Regions from separate parts of the Muntiacus reevesi genome. Here region 1 is linked to region 2. A link is a contact called in public Hi-C data. All regions are on one chromosome and are shown on one strand. The core of a region is the stretch at or near the end of the contact, and the rest is flanking DNA. Distances in the headings are between cores, read along the strand shown.

Region 1 (6,981 bases), core at 2,080-4,579, 1.3 Mb before region 2:
AACTGGGGAAGGTGTAGATCTCTATGTCATAGACTCCTGAGAGTGGAAATAGTTGGCAGTGCTACTATTTCCCAAATACTTGGGAGAGAACTGGAAGAATATTGCACTGTGACCCAGGGAGGAGGAGACTCCACCACAGGGATGATTGATTTTACATGTCAACTTGGCTAGTCTACAGAGCCCAGTTATTCAATTAAACACTAATGTACATGTTGCAGTTATTTAATTAAACATTAATACATCATGTATGGGTGTGAGAGTTGGGAAGGAAAGCCTGGCATGCTGCAATCCATGGGATTGCAAAGAGTTGGACACGACTGAACGAATGAACTGTACTGTACATGTTGCTGTGAAGGTATTTTATACATGTGGTTAACATCTACAATTAGTTGACTATAATAAATAAAAGAGATTATCCTCAGTAATGTGCATGGCCCTTATCTAACAAGTTGAAAGACTTAAGAGCAAAATGGAGATTTTCCTAAGGAAGAAGAAACTCTGTCTCAAGACTATAGCATCAGCTGCTGGCTGAGATTTTTCTAGACTGCCATTCAGCAATACAGATTTCAGACTTGTCAGTCACCACAATCACATAAACCAATTTCTAGAAATAAATGTATATTTTCCTTCTGGTTATGTTTTTTCTGGACTGTCTGTTTCTCTTTTTCTAGCTGGGACAAACCCTGAAGAAAAGACTGGAAACTGGAACCCTCGGAAAAGACCTAGTAGAAGATCTCTAAAAACAAAATGAAAGCAAGCTTCAGTTCATGTCAGAACACCAGAGAAATCTGAGGAAGCCAAAAAAGGAAAGGGGAAAAAAAAAAAAAAGCTTCAAAACGAAGGGAGGTCTTTGCAGATATTATGTGGAGCAGAGGGATCCTAGGCATGGAGGGAGGCCTTTTTGTCCTCCATTTCTTGAAGGTAAGACTCCAGCCTCCATGACCCTCTCTGAGTTCCAAAGAGCAGATTTTAACAGTGTTAATCAAAGGAGGGGCAGCCCGGAGACCACCCGAAGCAAGATTAAAGGGACTAGAGAGAATCATCAGAATTAGGAAACCTGATCACCCGAGACTGGCACACACCCTAATCTTGTCGGCAACCCCACCCCTTTGAAACTTGGCAGAAGAAGAATGCTAGACTGTTACTGCCTTGATCCTTATCATATACCTCTGCCTGACTGTATAACTTCTCCCTACTCACCAGGGAAGGGGCGGGGTGGGGCACAGTTCTTGAGGCCCTAGCCTACTGTGTTCCCCCTTTGCCTGGCAAAGAAATGAAGCCACTCTTTCCCTCTCCTCCATGACTGCTTCCATATTTCTGTTCAGCATGGGTGGACAGAGAGCCAAGATTTTGGCATCACAAAGGCTTCCCGTTTCTTAGGGAGTAACAGCCAAAGTCTAGATAAGGACGTACAAGGCCCGAGGTTATCTATCCGAGGTCTCCTACCCCTCTCCGCCCAGCACTGGCCTCTTCGACATTGCTGAAATGTCCCAAGCAAGCTCCCACCTCCAGGATTTTGCCCTGGAGATTTCCACAGTTCCAAGATGGCTCTTTTCCTAGATACCATTATTTATCATTCATCCCTTTCCTTGATGGACTTTTTAATTCTCTTTCCCGTTTATCTTTTTTACCTCTAAGTGCTTATCACGGTTATTTCATTTATTGGGTGTTTTAATACCGTCTTAGCTACGTCCATGCAATCTTCTTGCAGTCAAGGATCACAACTTGTTTTCTTCGGTCGTATTTCCAGTGCCTTGAATGGTAATATTGGTTGAATGAATGAATGAATGAAGGGAGAGGTGATCTGGGGACAGAGAGGGTGCAGGGGTCGGTATAGACGTACTGAGAAATGAGCACAGACGCTGGGACGCGTGCAGACGAAGTGGCCGCCAGTTTACGCTCTGCAGTCTAAACTAGCCAAGAAAACGTGGCTTTCGGGCCCAGGAGCAGACTCCAAAAAGTGGAGATGTGCCGCCGCCTAGTTTCTGATGAAGGTAGGTCCGCCTCCCAGCGACCCACGTGCGGGGGCCAGTGGCGCAATGGATAACGCGTCTGACTACGGATCAGAAGATTCCAGGTTCGACTCCTGGCTGGCTCGTAGTGCGCATCCTCACTTTTACTTATTTACCACTGAGAAACTGGGTGGAGTTAGAAAATCCACTGCAAGGTGAAGTTGCAACTTCCACTGCATGTAAGTCTCAGGAGCGGGAAGGACCCGCTTTTGACCACAACTGGGGTCAGAACTCCTTTGCAGAGCAAATTCCGCGGCCGACCATGCGGTGGCGCTAACCAAAGCCGGACGGAGAACTGTGCCTGGGCTGGATGACCCGCCCAGCCCCGCCAGGCCATTTTGACTGACAGATGGGTTTGAGGTAACCTAGTAACGCAAGGGAAAAGGCAATGGCACCCCACTCCAGTACTCTTGCCTGGAAAATCCCATGGACGGAGGAGCCTGGTAGGCTGCAGTCCATGGGGTCGCTGAGAGTCGGGCACGACTGAGCGACTTCACTGTCACTTTTCACTTTCATGCATTGGAGAAGGAAATGGCAACCCACTCCAGTGTTCATGCCTGGAGAATCCCAGGAACAGAGGAGCTTAGTGGGCTGCCGTCTATGGGGTCGCACAGAGTCGGACACGACTGAAGCGATTTAGCAGCAGCACCAGCAGTAAGGCAACAGAAAGAAATTAAAATCCACAAGTTCAGATTGAAAAGTAATAATGAGTCGGGGTGAGGGGAGGAAAAATAGTAAGAGTGAAGGGGTTGAAGTCTCTTTTTCTCCCTCATCCGGTCATTTCCAGAATAAGAATATATTAAGAATTTGGCTTAAGATCTGTATGCTGCAGGGGCTTGGTTTGCGCATCTAATTGGCCTCTCTTATTTGGGAGAGTAGTAGAAGAACCACTCGCATATTAACAATGCACAATTGCAAAGATAAAAATGAGAAATCGGAAGGGGGGGAGGAAATGGGAGGAGTCTGTTTTTAGCAGAAAGTATCTACTGGGGAAGCTGGCTCCTGTGGCGTTTCCGTAGTGTAGTGGTTATCACGTTCGCCTCACACGCGAAAGGTCCCCGGTTCGAAACCGGGCGGAAACAACTTTTTTTTTCTTTAGGGACCTGGGCTCACCTTTAAAACTTCAGGTAGTCAACAATTTTCACACCTCCTTTTCTAATTTCTTTCGCCCCAGGCCGTGGTGCTGAGGCCACGCTGCTCAGAGTGGGTCCGGAGCCCGCGGTCCCGGAAGCGGACACACGCTTCGCGCGGGGGAGAGCCGGACAGTCCCGGGCTAGGCGAGGCTGCCCGCCGCCCGCAGCCCCGGAAGCGCATCCTTGCCTTGACTTGCCTTCCTGTTCCCGGCAGCGCCCAGCTCCGGGCGTCTCTTCGCCAGCCTGCGGTCTGCGACGGCCCTGCCTCAGCCCCGGGCACCGGCGCTGCAGGACGGCAGCTGGGAGTCCCGCGCCCCTCGGACGGACGCGAGACTCGGGTGAGTACCGGGGGAGCCTGAGCCTGAGTCTCCGGAAAACCGGGGTAATCCCGCTGCCCTCCGTAGATTGGCGACCTTTCTGCCATCTGGCCCTTGTCGTGATGAGGTGACCTCGGGCCCCCGACAGCCCCACCTTGCCCTCCACTCTCCAGAACGGCTGCCGTGGCTCTCCTGGCCTTCGACTGTGAATCTTTGGAAAAAGCGGAATCCGGGAGGTGAAGGTTACAGAGATTTCAGGTCCTTCAGGGATGAGAAGTCCCCTCACGGAGACGCTAGGGCAGAAAAAACGGGAGGTGAGGAGGGGATTTGAAAACCTTGGACCAGCAGGGCTGTGAGCTGGGCTGCCTTGGCCTGGACTCTTTCTCACCGCCCTTCCCCAGCTTACGAGGCCTCACCACTGAGAACCCCCTCCAAAAGGAGACACCGAAGGGCTGAGTCTGCCTCCACTTTGGCCTTTCCCTGTCAACAAGAAAAAAGATCCCAAAGTTAAGAAATGGGCCAGCTGTGGATTTTGTGTATTGTTTTGAAGCTTAAGAAGTCACTGGCAGCACTTGTTTAAAACCAGGATTTGTGCCCTGGGGTCTGGCTTTTTAACTCTATTTCTGACATGACCTGCTTCCATGTTAAGTAAATCAATCAAACGCTTTTCTGGGTAAGAAGTCTTGCTATAACACCAAACAGCCTTGGGTATATCCTCAGGATCTTCTTCTTAGATGAATTGGTATTATTATTGTTACTATTTCTAACAGTTAGCCAAGTCCAGTCTCTCAGATCACATTGCTCCAGGTTCCCTCAAATGACTAATAAGAATGTGATGTTTTTATGGCCTTAAGACAAGAAAGGACAATACTTACCTAATAAACTGTTGTGAACTGTTTTTTTTTTTTCTTTCTTCCTTCCATTTTTTAACAGGCAATGTGTATAGGCATCCCTTCCCCACCCTATTACTCCTCCATTTTCATACCTTCTCTGGAAGACCCATGCTTTTATCATCTTCTAATAGTTTCGCTTGTTAGCAAGACAGTAAGTTTGGCAGATGCTCAACGCAAACTTATCTAAGACATTTTCACTTAAAATTCCTCTGTACTACTCAGAAATACAGGTGAGTTAATGTGATGCCTTGAGAGGAACAAGGGTTTCAGGGGCCCAGAAGGTGATGAGGATTCATCCACTCCATCTTTCTCTGATGCCAAGGAGCAGGAGTCCTTTAGCAGGGAAGCTGAGTGTGCCCCAAGCCAATGTGTTGTAGATTGGTGACAGTTTGTCTGGAAGCTTATGGCTCTCTCCTCTTCAAATCAGGTGTGTTCTGACAAGATCCAGCAGTAGCCCTACCCTTTTAAACTCTGCCCTTTCTTACCTTCACCTACTAACCCTCCCTCCCCCAGTCTCTCTCACTTAACCTTATATGGAAGCTCAGTCTGCCCACCTTGGAATGTGGAGAACAAACAGGCCTTGGAGAGTGACACTGTGTGACCTCTTGCTCCTGTAGTGTACCGCACCTTGAATAGGATCTTTTGTTTATTTATACTATATCCTCTATTCTCTCCTCCCTAAGCTTGGTGTTGAAGCATCTTCCAGGTACCGCACCTTGAATAGGATCTTTTATTTATTTATACTATATCCTCTATTCTCTCCTTCCTAAGCTTGGTGTTGAAGCATCTTCCAGGTCTTCCCTCCAACCCCAAGGCACTTTCTTGCCATAAGTAAGAGGCAGAGAGAAGAGGGTGGCCTTCTGACTTTGGGGTAGGATTGAAACCAGAACCCAAGTTAGAACAAACTTCCTAGAACCCAGTTCAGTAATAATCAAAGGAGCAAAAGGATGCTGCTAAAATGTGCCTTTGCTGGGATGGTGTGGGGTGCGTATGGGATGAGGTGGGATCTGGTCCTCGGATAGTAGAGACAGGCTCATGATGAAAGAGGAAAAAAAAAGCAGGGAAAAATGATTTTTGAGAGCTGGGCAAAACATCAGAATTAATCTAATACAAGATATGTCATAAGTCACTGAGGCCTTTACACTCTTTCCTCCCATACTTGTTTGTTAGGACTGCCATAACAAAACATCACAGACTGAACATCTTGAACCACAGACATTTATTTTCTCACAGTCCTGGAAGCTGGAAGTCCAAGATCAAGGTGGTGGCAGGTTCAGCTTATTCTGAAACCTTTCTCTTTGACTTACAGATGGCATCTTCTTGCTGTATCCTCATGTGGTCCTCTCTGTTTGTATTATCTGTGTCCTAATATCCAGTATTACGGTCATTGGATTAAGACCCACCCATATAAATTCATTTTACTTATTCATCTCTTTAAAGGCCCCATCTCCCAATACAGTCAGAGTCTGAGGGTTAAGACTTCAACCTATGAATTTGGTTGGTGGGGGGCGGGTGGACAAATTCAGCCCATTTCTGGGGACAGAGATTGATGCATTTTATATGTTATTGACACAGTTTGGGGAATTCCCAGAAGTTAACTTTGCAGAAGATTTTAATACACCTGCATCTCCTTATTTTACTAACCATTTGTATATTTTTATTGCAGAAGAAAAACATCATTTGCTTTTTATTTCTCTATTAGTCTTTTTTAAAAACTATTTCTGTCAGTATATTTAAACATCATAGGTCTTTTTCTAATATTAAAAAAACCCCACAAATCTTCATAGCTAAGAAAAGGATTTTTAAAAAAGGATATCCGCCACCCCCTCCCTTAAGGCTACTAAGAGAGATACCTTTCCACATCATAAAACAAGCAATTTGGTTAAATGAAGGGTTAAATTGAGATTTTCTCAAGAATTTCAGTCCAGTTCTTTACAATATGAATTGCAATGATTCAGAACTTTCACAAACTTGTTCTGTTGTCTGTTAATAAAATTTTGCCATGAGAAGTGTTATTTTAACAAAAGGGAATTGTTAGATTCCTAAAACTTTTAAAATTGTTGCCATGTCTTGGGAAAACAACCTCAGTATCTGTCTTGATAATTTCTTGCCTTGTTGATACCATTGAAAGTCTTATCTCTGTATTCCCAAAAGTTATTTTACTTTAAAAATTTATCTGCCACACTTGAAGCTAAAATCATATTGTACATCAACTATATTTCAATTAAACATTTTTAAGTAAAAAATAATCTTAGAAAAGATTTATCTGCCAATTAATAATTTTTCTTTTCATTCACATGCATGATGGAATATTTATAGTCCTGTGACACATATATTTTATCACCTAGCAAATTATTTCTTTCTTTTTTAAAATGTTTTTGTTTAACTATAGGCTTTATTTCTTTAGAACAGTTTTAGGTTTAGCAGAAAGAGAGTTCCCATATATTTCCTCTCTCTCTACCTCCATTAACAACTTGCATTGGTGTGGTATGTTTGTTACAATGGGTGAGCTAATATTTATATATTATTAATAACTAATTATTATAATTAGTTATATTAAGGTTCATGCTTTGTATGTAGTTCTGTGGGTTTTCTCTGATGTGTGATGTCATTATCCAATATTACA
Region 2 (7,578 bases), core at 933-3,432:
CACACCTAGAAGTTCTGGGTGATCTGACTGCATGAGGTTAAGGGAAGTTTACAAGTCTTACAATATGAGTGACCAGCAGAACTGATATTATCTGTGAATTCCCAGGAACCTCACCAAGAGTTCAGCTCGTGCCTGCTCTCCCTGTGCCCGTCGCCTCTTCTTTAAGTCTTTCACTCTTTTTAAGTGGTCCAGCTGGTTCTGGATTTGCTCCTGAAAAAGCAAAAACAGGTATACAGTTCAAGATAAGGCAGGCCTCAGCAGTGTGACTCTTCTGCTTATCACCTGTGCAACCCACATTCGTGATACCAAGTTCTTGGTGAGAACCTGTCCTTGGATCACACTGCCATGACCGTGGCACTCCTCTCCTTTGGTAGTTTGTATCTTAAATGGTGGGTCACCTACCTGCCTTTGGAAGGATACCGCATGGCTTAGTGGAAAGGTGAATGGACTAGAAGGCTTTAGTTGTCGAGTTTTCAGGGACGTGTATGGAGAAAAGGACTTAACTTTTATTTCCCCCTGGTATGACATGAGCCAACACCACCTTCTCAACCTACTAGAGTGTTATCACCAGTGTGAGTAAAATGATATTTTTGAAAGCACCATAAATGTTCAGTGAATAATTTTGCACGAATGTACTCACATTTACACATGTACATAATTGTGTGCATGTTCTTGCAGTCCTCAAACACAGATTACGTGCACGCCTTGAATGTTGCCTTACAACTGTTTTACATTTAATACTTTATTTCCATGTTATTGTTGAGCTGTGCCAATCTGTTGGTTCACAAGGGGATCCACAGAGCATTTTATTTCACTCAGTCTTCATAAGTCTTATCTCCTATGAGTCTCACAGTGGTTAAATGACTTAGGCAGTAAGGAACTTGTTCTTTTCCGGTAGGTTCTAGAAGAGGACGGAGCACAGGGAAGTGTTGGGGGAAAGGAGAGGTGATGGGCACCTATTTGATGTGAATACAGCCTGGCAACGTCCGACTGTGTTTTGTCTGAGATCATCTAGGAGCCAAAAGGAATGCGAGCGTCTCTGAAGCTTGTCGCTGCGTACGTGGTTTTACAAATATCTTATATACGGTCAAGAGGGGTCCCCATGGGCCGTCATGTATCATGTGCCCGTGAGAGGGTAAACACAGAGGCACATAAGGCAATGAGGGTGGGGAGACTTCTGGCTTCCTCACCAGCTACAGGTTTTCCTCCCAAATCTGAGTGTCGAGGCTCTGGAGCGGACAGAGGAAATGACGGCTGTGAACCACACGTCCGGCTCAGCCATTTTCTAGGCGGAAAAAAGGAAGCCCCTTTGGCTCTCTCCTCCCTTTGTCCGACTGGCGCTCCGGCCCCTCCCCGGCCCGCGCGCCCGGCCCTCACCTTGAAGCCCTCCACCGCCTCCTCGAGCGGCAGCACGCTGTGGCCGCGGTGCTCGCGGGAGCGGTCGCACACCACGCAGATGGGCATCTGGTCCTCCTCGCAGTACAGCTTCAGGGGCTCGCGGTGTTTCTCGCACACGCCCATCTCGCCTCCGGGCCCCGACGGCCGCTCGGTGCGCAACTGCTTCACCAGCTGGGTCACGTTGGCCAGGTGCCGGTTGGGCCGCATGTGCCGCTGCGGGAAGGTCTCCCGGCACTGCGGACACGACACATTGGTCTCCGCCGCGCCCCAGCAGCGGGCGAGGCAGGCGCAACAGATGTTGTGGCCGCAGTCGAGCATCATGGGCTCCACAAAGTACTGCAGGCACACGGGGCAAGTGGTCTCCTGCTGTAAGCACTCGGCCACGCTCCCGGAGGCCATGGCGCGGGCCCGCGGGGGCGAACGGGCATGGGCCCCGGTGCCCAGCCCAGCGCGGAGCCCAACTCGACTGCGCTCCCTCCCGTCCGCTCTTTCTGGGCGGTGCGGAAAGGCCAGCCGGGCTGACTGAGGGCGACGCCTCCCGGGCCGATCCCAGACGCGCCCGCGCGCTGGAACCGCGGGGTGGCCGGGCCGCTCCCTGAGCCGCTGCGCCTGGCGGAAGGAGTACGGGGATACCGCGGGCCCACCGAGCCCAGCGGCTATGCGAACGGACAGCAGGATCGCCGCCGAGCGGACTCCCGGAGCCGGGCGCTCAGAACACGCAGGACAACGTGGCCGCGTCCGAGCGGATCCCGGCGGCCGCGCAGACCCCACCCCTGCGCGAGCGGAAGGGGCGGCTCGGGGGCGGGGCTTGGGCCGGACCTCCTGCGTGAGGCTGGAAATCCCGGCCTCAGGCCTGGACGGTTTGTTTCGCTGGGAACCCGGGAGGCCTCGCCGCCAGGGCGGGGGCGGAACGCGCGGCCGGAAGCTCCTTGGTACGGGTCCTAGAGGCAGGCAGTGTCCGCGGGTGCGGCTGGGCCAGGGTAACCCCTGCCTGCACGCTCCGGGCGACCCCGCCGAGCCTTGGGCCTTGGGCCTGGATCCCGGGTCTTTTGTTGGGTTTCCTCTCTGGTGCCCAGGCTTCTGCCGTGGCGAGAGAAAGCTAGCTTTGTGTTGGTGTGGGAAGAAGAAACATCTGGCTTCCCCGGTAGGCCAGAGGGCTGAGGGTAGCCGACTGAGCCCCACCCAGTCTGCGAGGAACTTTATCAAACAACCCCATTGACAGGCGCTCGCAGTTCTGTTTCGTAAAAGAAAGGCTTAATTATTAGATGAAAACATTTCTGTGACAGAAACAGGCAAGCCCAGTTCTGCTACTTCCTACTGTGCCTAAGCAAAGTGGTCTACCATTCTGAGCTTCAGTTTCCTCTCTGGTGAAATGGGAGTAATTATACCCCAGCGAAGAGGAAGACTTCCGTACAACTTTGGCTTTTTTAACCCTAAGGAGGTTTACCATTAAAATAATAAAATACCAACTGCCTAGATCTGTACTGAATAGAACTTAAACATGCTTGCTCATTAATAAAATACCTACTGCATAGAGCTGTATTGAGTAGAACCTAAACAGGCTTGCTCCTTCCAAAAGTATAGGGGGAATGATAATCCTGTGGGTAACACAGGCTGTTTTCATTATCCAACAAACTTAGAAAATTTTCGCGTTGTTCGCCCATCCCTACTTTGATGTTTCCTGTTTTCCTTTGCTATTTTCTCGATATTGTCCGTCATCCTCTAAATTTAACTGAATCTGGACAGCCTTGCCTGTGTTTATTTTAATTTCCATTATTATATTTTGAACTAAGTGATTTCAACAAATTCAGTTTACAAATCTTTTTTAAATGAGTTAGTAACTGGTTGAATGTGACCTATTTCACCAGTTTCCCTGTTTATACTTCTTTTTCTCTAACCTATTTACTCAATGCTTCAAAGAAACTGAGATCAGATACCTCAGTAACTCTGTGAGGACAGAGACGTCTCTCCAGACCTCCTGGATTGCTGTTATGCCCTGTATATAATTATAATGAGAGGATTTCAATATTTATTGGATTATTAGACTAAAAATTAACTTAATGATTCCAGGGTCACATTCTATGCATACTTCTTACCGTTATCACAGTTGTTCAGTTGCTAAGTCATGGACTTAGTTCAATGCCATGGACTTCAGCACACCTGGTTTCCCTTTCCTTCAGTATCTCCTGGAGTTTGCTCAAATTCATGTCCATTGAGTCGGTGATGCCATTCAATCATCTCATCCTCTGTTGCCCCCTTCACTTGCCCTCAGTCTTGCCCAGCATCAGGTCTCTTCCAGTGAGTCAGCTCTTCGCATCAAATGGCCGAAGTATTGGAGCTTCAGCTTCACCATCAGTCTTTCCAATGAATATTCAGGATTGATTTCCTTTAGGATTGACTGGTTTGATCTCCTTGCTGTCCAAGGGACTCTCAAGAGTCTTCCCCAGCACCACAATTCAAAAGCATCAGTTCTTCTTCCTGTAGTTCAGTTGCTCAGTCGTGTGCGACTCTTTGCGACTCCATGGACTGCAGCACACCAGGCCTCCCTGTTCATCACCAACTCCAGGAGTTTACTCAAACTCATGTCCATTGAGTCAGTAAGAGCATTAATAAGTAAACTATTGGGGTGGTATTGGCAAACTGTAAGAGAATCTGATTTGGAATGTTTAGGAGTGAATACGTGGAAGAAAATTTGGACGGACAGTACTGATAAATTTGGTTAGATAAAGTCATGAAAACAAAGAAATGGTGATAAAATTGCTTGTGGAGCACAGACTCTGTCTGGCAGGAGGGAGGAGGTTCCATTGATGCTTTGCAAACACAGGAATGACAAATTGATGGTGCAGGTCTTAGTAAGGCAATACCAACTAGGAGGACCCATCTAGAGACTAATGCAATAGTGACACAAGAGGACATTAGTAGAATAAGAGCTGATAGGAACAGAGGAATGGGCACGTGGGCTAGAAAAGAATCAGGATACGCAGTGCCATTCTCCTCAGTTATTTCTAAGGAAAATGAAGGTGAAACAGGCAAGGAGGAGAGAGGCATCTTAAGACAGAGCAATAAAGAGGTGTGTAGTAGTGAAGTATGCAGGAAACAGAAAGGAGAGTAAGATTTGATAAAGGAGAGGGATTTGGGGGTAGAGGATGAATTGGAAGATTGGGATTGACATATATACATCATTGATTCTGTGTGGAAAATAGATAATTAGTGAGAACCTACTGTGTAGCACAGGGAACTCTGCTCAATACTCTGTGGTGACCTAAATGGGAAGGAAATTAAAAGAGAGGATATATGTACATGTACAGCTGATTCACTTTGCTGTACAGTAGAAACTAACACATTCCATGGATGGAGGAGCCTGGTAGGCTGCAGTCCATGGGGTCACTAAGAGTCGGACACGACTGAGCGACTTCACTTTCACTTTTCACTTTCATGCATTGGAGAAGGAAATGGCAACCCACTCCAGTGTTCTTGCCTGGAGAATCCCAGGGACGGGGGAGCCTGGTGGGCTGCCGTCTCTGGGGTTGCGCAGAGTCGAACATGACTGAAGCGACTTAACAGCAGCAGCAGAAACTAACAGGACATTATAAAGCAACTATACTCCAATAAAAACTTAGAAAAAAAGAAAGAGGGATTTGCTTGCACTTTGGAAAGAGATAGAAGTTCTCCTTTTCAACAAGTGTGGCTTTGTGGTTTTCTGACCATCTTGAAGCAACCCCACCAAAAGAGAACCCACAGGGCAACTCTCAGAGTGGACTACTATGGATCTAAAGGAAGACTGAGAAGAGGAGGGGGAAAAATTCAGGAAATTTTTAAAGAATAATTGATTTGTACCAGTTCTTCCTCTTATTCTTCCAGGTTGATGGGGAAGGAGAGATGAGTTTTTCATTTAATAAGTACCTATTAAGAAGTTATTATATATTGCACTCTGTTCATTAAAGCACAAAATCTTTCTAGATCCTGAAAGGTGATGCTAGTATCATGATCTTCATTTTATGGCTGGGGAAATTGTTAACTAAATTGTCTAAGGTCACAGAGTCAGTGAATGATAGAGCCAGGACTGGAATCTGGGTAGACCAGCTCCAGAGAGTAAGTTCTAATCATTACAATATGTGTCCTCTCTAGCTGTCCCAGGTATCTGCTAGACAATTAAAAAAATAAAAAATCAAATACCAGTATTGCTGTCATTTAGTTCTTTTAACAACATTCCCTGGTGTAAGTTATGGCTTTTAACAACCAAAGTGAAGGGTCCTAGATTAAAGAGCAATCTAAGACAAGATATAGGATAGGAGAATTCAAGGCATACTCAGGTAATGCTGATACTGAAAAATGTGATTCCTTTAGTTATTATTATTATTATTTTTTTGCCATGCCCTGATGTGCAGCCTGTCGGATCTTGTTTCCCAGAGCTGGCATTGAAAGCATCAAGTCCTAATCACTGGACCACCAGGGAATTCTCTAAATATGATTTCTTTTTGAGTTGGCAATTAGCTTCCCCGAACTTAACTGTCTTCCATTTCATGAGGATAAAATCTTTGGAGACATTGGGGAAGAAAGCTAATCTGACCCACTTTTTCAAAGAGCAAGACTTTGGGGGATTTCATTGAATGACTGGTAAATACCCTCTGCTTCCTGCCCTTATTAAGCTCACAGGCCACTGTGGCTAGGTGGGGGCAGGGATGGTTAGCTAACTCCAAGAGGGTCACCATCAGTTTCTTTCCTCTCCATATGCATATGCATAGTGATATTGTATCACTGAGAGGTACAGTTCTATTCTCTTGAATCTGGACTTGCCTAGAATGCTCTGACCGACCCACAGAGTATGGCAGAATGATTCTACATGATGCTGGGCCTGGCCTACAGAGGACTGACATCCTCTGTCTTGGACCCTTAAGGGTCTTCAGCTACCATGGAAGATGTTTGTATTAGTGTGCTCTGGCTTCTGTAACAAAACATCAGCCTGTGTGGTTCAAACAACAGAAATTAATTTTTTCAGTATATTTTCTGGAGAGTGGAAGTCCAAGGTCAAGGTGTGAGCAAGGAAAATTTCTCCTAAGGTCCCTCTCCTTGGCTTGAAAGCAGTCACCTTCTTCTGGTTTTCACACAGCCTTTCCTCTGTGCTCACTTTTCTAATGGTGTGTTTTTTTGTTTTTTGATTGGGTTAAGTGGCTTTATTAGAGAAAGCCAGGATTACAAAGGACTTGAGAGTTGGCCTTGGGGCCTTTCTTCTTGCCAAAGTTGGGCACAATATTGACAAAGCTCTGATTATACTGCATATACCTCTTGGCCCAGCCCATCTTCTTTTTCTCCTGTTTGGCTGCTTTGGGATTCTGACGCAGCATCAGCCAGGGACCATGGACTTCACCTCTAAGCATGTGGCCGGCTACTTGTTGAGTGCTCAGAGCCTCCACCCCACATTGGCCCAGGGTAGTCTCATCCTCTAGGGGCATCCCTGCCAGGGGGCACGACTTGAGTGATGTCCTTGAGGGAAGCTACACGAACTTAGATGGGTGACCGTCTCCTGGCCTGCCAATGCACAAGATGCAAATTCTTACCTGGAAGATCCCATGGACAGAGGAGGCTGGCAGGCTGGTCTGTGTGGTCACAAAGAGTCAGATATGACTGAGAGACTAAACAACCACAACTCCTGGCCTGTCACCTCAGTGTGTGTAGGTAGCTATTGGCTGAGGACAAAGAACTGAGAGTTGGTGACTGAACCGTGACTACTGCGGCTACCATGAAGATGGAGCTGAGAAAGAGCTTTATGAACAAGTTTTTAGGTTTGATGGATTCCACTTTATCAACTTTTTTTTTTTTTTTTCTTTTTGGTTACTACTTCCTGTTTTTGGTTACTACTTTCTGAAACTCACATCCATATCCAGTCTTCATGCTCAAAGTCTGTAAAACCCACTCATCTTGCCCCTTTCTGATCTATACTAACTCACCCGTTTTCTCCCCAGGTCTACACGGGCTCCATGACTACTTTCCCGTTGAATTCCCGGCAGTTCTGTTGGTTTGCCAGGAACCTTCTCGGGAATAGAGCCGGCGCTCTGTGTCCTTTCTGGGAATGAGGAAAGGGAGTTCGCGCTTGTCCAGTCGGGGATCGATTCCGGGTCATTAGGATCTTAAAGCTTCAACATCCTGGGGTTACAGGGGAGGGCAGAGGGAAGGAGAGGG

The links. Hi-C and Micro-C count contacts between places; a contact is called where the count stands out from the background.
Region 1: a contact with region 2 is called in a Hi-C map of muscle, with 4 times the contacts expected there. The contact joins the promoter of LOC136151577 here to the promoter of TRIM27 in region 2. A contact is called at or near these places in 2 of 3 Hi-C or Micro-C datasets (blood and muscle).

What each region holds. Positions count from the first base shown.
Region 1 is chr20:32,274,003-32,280,983 of mMunRee1.1, reverse strand. It overlaps LOC136151577 (high mobility group nucleosome-binding domain-containing protein 4), which reads left to right and starts at 3,329. Exons shown (of 2, transcript XM_065912821.1): 1 at 3,329-3,483. TRNAV-CAC (transfer RNA valine (anticodon CAC)) reads left to right here and starts at 3,022; the gene lies at 3,022-3,094. TRNAR-ACG (transfer RNA arginine (anticodon ACG)) reads left to right here and starts at 2,026; the gene lies at 2,026-2,098.
Region 2 is chr20:30,943,152-30,950,729 of mMunRee1.1, reverse strand. TRIM27 (tripartite motif containing 27) reads right to left here and starts at 2,182. Exons shown (of 8, transcript XM_065912006.1): 1 at 1,378-2,182; 2 at 115-210. The coding sequence starts at 1,797.